Linked DNA regions of Gasterosteus aculeatus: region 1 is linked to region 2. The links are chromatin contacts, called in public Hi-C maps. All regions are on one chromosome and are shown on one strand. The core of a region is the stretch at or near the end of the contact, and the rest is flanking DNA. Distances in the headings are between cores, read along the strand shown.

Region 1 (3,780 bases), core at 1,249-3,748, 74 kb after region 2:
AGCTAAAGTAAAGAAACATTGTAAAAAAAAAAAAAGAAACAAAGCGCAAACCCTTTTCTTTTTGATTGATCCAACAGACTAGAGTTGGCTCACTTGTAGTTTATTCGGGACTACGTCTGCTTTGATTATGATACATTCAATTCATTTGTCCAAATGAGCTTAATAGAAAGGTAAGAAAATGTGTATTAACATATTTGATGTTATGTATGTAGATGACTTGTATGAACTTAAAAATGTGCAGATCATTGCAGCAAAGATAAGATACATTTCTTTGAGATTCATAACTTCCAGTACTTATATGATATGATGTGATTTTATGGCTTAGCTGATAAGATGCATTTTGTTTTGGCAGCTAGAGATGACTGCACTCATTATTCGAACTACCAGAGGCGGTGATTGCTGAGGTCCCGTCTCATCCATCTAACGCCATTATTAGATGACAATAAGGTCACTATAGCGCATTGTGTATTTTCAACTTCTACATAAAATAAGATAATATAATCCTTTATTTGTCTCCCAGCGAAAAAAAACTACATCGAAACAGTTATTCATTGCAGTAACAAAAAAACAAAAATCCACAATAACTGGAACTAAGATGAAACTAGACAAACTGGATGAATATTATATATACATTAATCTTAAATAATGCATACAGATATTATCCATCCATCCATCCATTGTCAAACCGCTTATCCTGCACACAGGGTCGCGGGGGGGCTGGAGTCCATCCCAGCCAACTTCGGGCGATAGACAGGGTACATCCTGGATTGGTCGCCAGCCAATCGCAGGGCTACACAGAGACATACAACCATTCACACTCACATTCACACATCTACGGGCAATTTAAAGTCACCAATTAACCTGATCCCCAGAGCATGTCTTTGGACTGTGGGAGGAAGCCGGAGAACCCGGAGAGAACCCACGCAGACACGGGGAGAACATGCAGACTCCACACAGAAAGGCCACTGGGTGGAATCGAACCCAGGACCTTCTTGCTGTGAGGCGACAGTGCTAACCACCACGCCACCGTGCCGCCTACAGATATTATATACAGTGTAAATACATAGATGATACTTCAAGTCGTATATACTCTGTCTCAGTTGCACATTTTTGACCCTGCATGTCCGTATTGTTGACTGCAGTTGTTTTCATGGAGAAGGCCACTTTTCTGCATTGCCAATGAGTAATCTTCACTTATCTGAGAAACACCTCAGTTCTATATTGCGCGGATTTGGCCCCGAATCTCCCAAGTCTTTGCTTTGATCCAGGCTGAGGTCTTGATCCTCTGTGAGGCATTAACTCCACTGCTGTTAAGTCACCTGTCTACATGACACCTTTATTTTCAAATGCTCCTTTGATGCCAGCTGATAAAAAAAAAGTGATATTCTATTTGTATTATCCACTCATACGGTCTGAGAGTCCAAGAAGTTATTTGAGTGCTTCCTCTTCACTGGTCCCTTAACGCAGAGCAATCCCAGCCACACACAGCGGATCAAAAGCCTTTTCATTCATGAGCCAGTGTACGTCACTAATCACCTCCTTCTTCACACGTTCAAACAGTTACAAACTCAAATCAACATCTGATGGCAGACTGTTTAAAACTCTGTAAAAACGGTATTTTGACGAACCAATGCAAAGCTTTAATCTCGGCACGTGTCATACATTGTACACTGCATGGAAACAAAGAAGGTCAGCTTTCAGGTCCTCGCGTCTTTTACATCTCTCTGCCAGGGGGGTAAAATGCATGGAAGAGGCAATGGTTTTGCCCTCTTGGTGGTATTGCCACTTTAGGTGTTTAAGGCCAAAACCAACTGAGGGCCAAAAAACAGCTGAATGATGAGATACTGCTGCTGTTAAATGGCGATGCTGTGTTTACCAAAAAGGCACTTTTTGTCTTGCTTGACATTAATGATCAAAACAATGTTACCAACCAACCCTGAACATATAAGAAGAGTTGATGCTGTATATGTAACATCAGTTTTACAAATACCTCTATTATAAGAGCTACACTGGAGCAATCAGTCATTTTCATTTAACACAAGCCTTTACAGATTTTCCACCCTGCTTCATGATGTTACTCTTTATAGAGGAAGCAAAGCCTGCTGTGCGTCATGTGCTTGTATTTATCCAAGAATGCATCCCAAATTATAGGAATTGTTTAAAACAACTTAAATTGAATCCTGAATCTGTAATTGTTAAATGTATTTTGTATAATAAACCTGGTAAAACCATCCCCTGCTGATCCCGTGAATAAGTACACTGTTTCATACATGTACGTCCTTCATTCAATACAGCTCCATTGTTAGTGGTTTCAGGGGAGAAGTGATGTGTCTGGTGTTTCAGAGGATTGGAGAATAGGATTTGACTCCACATGTTTAGACACTTCTTTGGAGACAATATGACCTGAAGCTCATAGAACGACACTGCTCCCTGCTGGTTCGTTAGTAGTATTACCGGGGTCTTAAACTACAAGTCCCAAGCACGACTAAACTCCTCCCGCTGTGGTCAAAGATGCAATTGAGTCGCGTTGGTTTGCCATCACTGATCTGATCACCAAATTTAATTTAGTCATCAATAACCACATTGCAAAACACTTTGTGCCGCAGTAGATCTCCTCTACAATAAGCTTCTCCTTTCCCACTCCCGCCCGACAGGCGGCGACATTTCTCCGGTGGCGCCGTCCTCCTTCGGTGCTTCTGTGTGACAGACTCGGTCAATATGGCGGCGCACAGGGTGGCTTGTTTAGGTTTAAATGCCCTTTATTCTACTGTCTGCGCCCCAAAGCAGGTAACTTACCACATGCAATCCAATATCAGGGGTTATAAATACGACTCTATCACACAAGTATGAGGTTGAGAAAGCAAACGTTTCAGTATTAGCTAACGTTAGTGCTGCTAGCTTTCTGTTGTTAGTTTCGAAGCTAATGCTAACTTCACGCCTTGTATGACGTTAATTATACGATAAGTTACCTACCTGTGTTGCTAGCGTAATAGCTAATAGCAAAGGGAGCTATCTGACAGATCCATGTAAAAGGGTAAAAATGTCCGTCCGTTGAAGGTGAGCGAATGAAGCAGATGTGATCGCGCCGCTGGGCACATCTGTATTGCTTTAGTTTAACAAACTACCTGCAAAACATGTTTGCTTTGAGATGTCCGCACCTAAAGACGAGAGGGAAACGTGTTCACGGGGAAACACGTCCGAGTGGGAAAACCTTTAACACAGGGACACGATATCAGCAGCTACGACAGGGTTCTGTTTTTTATAAGAGAACGTTTTTGTTTTTTAACTGTTCATCCTACATCAAATATTCAAACCAGAGTCCTGTTTCCGGTAACACTTAAAACGGGTTAATAGAATATAGAATTTTCCACTGACAACACAAGCTGATATAGTATGATTATTGTGAATGCCATCTGACTTCACTGTTCAGTGTTTCCAAATGCACAAACTAATGGCAGTGGTATTGAGTCATCTTATATCGTATATTAGTCATTTTATTATTTATTTATTTATTTATGAGTGCACCTGTTTGGCTCCATTGATATTGATTACATATGTTGCCACGATAGCTACAGTGAGTTGAAACCGATGACAATTAGAGACTATCGCTGTCTTTGTTTCTTTGGTTTAAATCGACAACTTTGTAGAACTAAGTTTCTCCATTAAAGATTTGCGAAAACGCCCCAGAAAAAATGCTGCATTTACCAGTTGCTTGCTTATACGTTTTGAAATAAGTACTTCATTTGATTAACGGGGGGGCGACCCTAGTTACGAGGGGAT
Region 2 (3,729 bases), core at 1,092-3,591:
GCCAAGGAGATAAGATGCACTTTTCCACAGACCTGAATTGTGCAGATATGGAGGCAGATACTGAAACGTCTTCTTGATGTCTGCAAAAAGAAAATGTTCATTGTGATAGAGAAAATGAATACGGAAACACAACTCTATGACAAACGCTTTCAATGTGTTCCCGTTCAATCAAGTGATCCCTTAATATGGAGCGCACAAGCATTTTGGGACACGCAAACCCAAAGATTTAAACACACACACACACGGGAAGTGCGCAATGAAACTGCCTGTCTGATAGAGGTTTTACATAATGTGTCTCAGCAGAGACATTGCTTTTTATATTCTACTTTTTGATGTGACTGAGCTGCGGCAATAAGGCACGCATCATGCCTTTTTCCACCATTTCCCATGATGCATTGCAAAAGACTTCATCGATGCACACAGACTGTACCCATTAGTATCGAGTCACGATGTGATAAAGGAACAGTCTAAAAACACGCACACATCTGTACGCTGTGATGCTGGACCTCATGTGTCCCACACACACACAACCTGCAGTGTGGTTGACCATTGGGTGTCACTCATGCACAATGAATACAACAGTTATGTGTCCAATCGTCCCCTTTTCATTTCAATTGATCCAAGTGCAAACACAGTAACATTAAATCATTTATATAACATTTCTAGGACGCTGCATAAATGTGGATGTTAAGTGAAACAGAAATGTTTTTCTCTCCTTCAGCATACGTATCTGCATAACTGCAGAATTTCAATCTGTGCGCAACAGGGAGAATATTTGCATTTGATGCTGTTTGGTTTCATTTGGACCTTTTTAGCAATTACAACAACACACAGCTAATCCAAAGGCTTCATTTCACACCATATGAGCAGTAACTCTGTGCAGCGTTTGACACAAAGAAGAGCCACGGGCTTTACACATCCACACTCATTCGCTTTTGTCGCTCCAACTTCAAAAAATGCATTTAGCTTAAATCTAACAAACAAGGACAGATGTCTTTGGTCACTGAGCGACCAAACAAACTGCATCAAATGAAGCACATGGCGAAGCATGAAGAGTTAACCAGACATGTAATATCAGTCCCTTTAGATTTGGGCTTTGTGCTCTGCACGAGTACTGTTGGCTCACAGCTCCAAACAACGGTTTCTAAGATACGTTTTCTTCTCATAATATATGTACAACAATTTATATTCAAAAATATGAACTATGAGTTTCAAACATTTTTGAACACAAAATTGATTGAGATTCCATGTCACTGCTTTTAATTAAGTTCTTTCGCTAACAATTGCACACAGTAGTTTCGTTCGAATTGAATGCCTTGAAATCTGGAGGATCTCGCAAATCCAGTTGGAATTGGAAATACAATTAATTTCTCTTTGATCGTGTTCCTTTGGATCCAAATCTCCAAATCTCATTACTGTGAGCTGCCTCAACGTGTGCATATTTGAATAATGTTGCTGCAGAAGTAATTAGTCATATCCCTCATTATTGCTCAGAGCAAATATGATTGCTGGTGGTGGAAGATTGAGGTACTCATTTTCCGCTGGTTTTGCTCACTTGAGGTCTGTCGTCGGCGACAATATGTAGTTAACTCGGCTCTAATCTATCCACATATGGGCGATCCTCACAGATGTTCAGCCAGCTTCCCCTCTTACAGAGATAATAGACTTTTGTAAATTACACACATTAGCTCCAAGATGAATTTCCTATCTGAGTAACATTTACTTACCAGTTTGTGAATGCATCCATCACGGTTAGTTATGTCCGTGCCTGGAGCAATAAAGGTGTCTCCATTCAATGCTCAGACGGATAAATGCACCTCCAGCAAACATCCTGCCACTCACACCCGATCACTAGCAAGCGTATGAAGATATGCATTATAAAACAGGGTCCTTTCACTTTTGCAATATGGATCCTCGTCTTGACCCTGAAAACCTGGTGGGAATATGTGAGGTCCTCTGAGACAGAGAGACGCAGTTTACCAGCTGCAGCCACACTTAATTCACATAAATACATTGCCTAGAAATGTGTGTTTTGTACACGCTGAATATTTCATTTTCACTTTCTCATTTGAATGTCTATGCAATTTCAGGTGTAACACACACATGCACCAAAACACACAAATAGGCAAGTTCCTATTTGACGAATTGATCTTCTGTGGATTTATGTCTCATCCAAAGACTGAGGTCACAGAAAATACTCAGTCACACGTCTCGGCTTCCTGAGACCGGGTCAGTGAACCGCAAATTTAAAATAAACCGAGGGGAGTGGCTGTGACTTTGCAACCACAAACAGAAATGTTTGTTTCCTGTTTGCTTAGCAACTTCACGGCTTGGCTGTCGGATAAGAGTATTGTATCTCGCATCCCCTGACGAGTCGGCCACACTTGCCGTGTATTTCCGATGGCTCAGTTCATTTGCACATGCGACAACGTAGGCGGCCCTACTTGGAAAGAGAAACTCACTGCTGAGGTCCTTTTTATTTCTGTGTCATGCCAAACACACAGCAGTACAAAACACCACTATTCTCACGGCACAAACGCACATCAGTTCAAATAAACCAAACCAAATAAACCAAACACTAAACATAATTAAATAATATTGCTTTAACTGAACTGAAGATCTATTCAATTATTATTAGTGAAGAAACCGCTTTAAATGAATAAACTGTGCAGCATTTTTTGTGCAGTGTTATTATTTGCAAAATTGTCCTCGAAATGTGTAGAGGTATATTTTTTACTCTACAACTTCATCATTGCAGTTTTAAGATGAAGGTCATGTCATTTTTCCAGCCCCTCTACATCCACCCCACTTGTTGCCAGTGTGATGTGTTGTTGTGCGACGTGGTTTTCCTGAGCAACAATAGCTTGAAGGTTTCTGTGTTGCCGCAGGTCTTTTGAAAACTCACAAGCTCACTCTATTTTATCAGCGATAATTCGTTTTCCCCCCCTGAGGTTCATCCTGGTTACACATTAAATTAAATTTAAAAAATGTAAATTTATAAGAGCAATTTGTTCATATTGACTCTTTTAAGAGGCATGGGTGTGAATTTGTCGGTGTGCGTGCGCACTAGGAGCTGATCCTGGATGCGGAGGACACGTGGATTCGACTGGAGGGGCTGGCGGAGACCGCGGAGTACACCGTCAACCTGCAGGCTGCCAGGGGACTGGACACCAGCGCGGTGGTCTCCACCACCTTCACCACAGGTACGGCACGCACGACGCATTTGGATCCTTTCATTTGTGTTTGGAAAGAGATTCTTAAAGGGTTAGTCCCCCCCCCCCCCCCCCCTCTTTGCTTCACATTCACATTACTGACAACAAAACAAAGTTGTGCACAATAATGGGCCCTCAAAGTCAAGCACACTTTCCATCCCCCGTCCCCGTAGCGTGTTGAGGCAGACTGCTGCGGGGCGGCTGTCCACAATCCTTGAGGTACACAAGGTGCTCTAATCTCAAGTGTGTAATTAGATGGCGGATACGTCACTCACACAAGGGTTAGGGAGCGCCGCGAAGACGCTAATCACCTCGGATCTCATCTATAAAACATTGCAAAGGATTGTATAAACACAAGAATCAGCGGGGAAATGTGCCCACATGGATCAGCCTCAACGCCACATGAAGCGGCCAAAGCAGGAAGCAGGATGCAGGAAGTGAACCTGCGGACCAATCGTTCTTTACGAGGGGAAACTACTGGGAGGAAGATCAAAAAAAGGAATTTTCTGACAATCAA

What was found. A called contact is a pair of places that touch in the nucleus more often than the background predicts.
Region 1: a Hi-C map of skeletal muscle shows a contact between it and region 2, with 4 times the contacts expected there. The contact joins the promoter of mrps14 here to the enhancer-like site in region 2. A contact is called at or near these places in 4 of 6 Hi-C or Micro-C datasets (skeletal muscle, tail fin and whole body).

The regions. Positions count from the first base shown.
Region 1 is chr3:2,074,175-2,077,954 of fGasAcu3.hap1.1, forward strand. It overlaps mrps14 (mitochondrial ribosomal protein S14), which reads left to right and starts at 2,499. Exons shown (of 3, transcript XM_040170979.2): 1 at 2,499-2,787. The coding sequence starts at 2,719.
Region 2 is chr3:2,000,705-2,004,433 of fGasAcu3.hap1.1, forward strand. tnr (tenascin R (restrictin, janusin)) reads left to right here. Exons shown (of 30, transcript XM_040170698.2): 25 at 3,071-3,203. Among protein-coding and RNA genes, the nearest start is that of kiaa0040, 30 kb to the right of the region's middle. Within about 2 kb of position 2,342, at least 1 of the 9 cell types and tissues checked has open chromatin away from gene starts, as enhancers often do.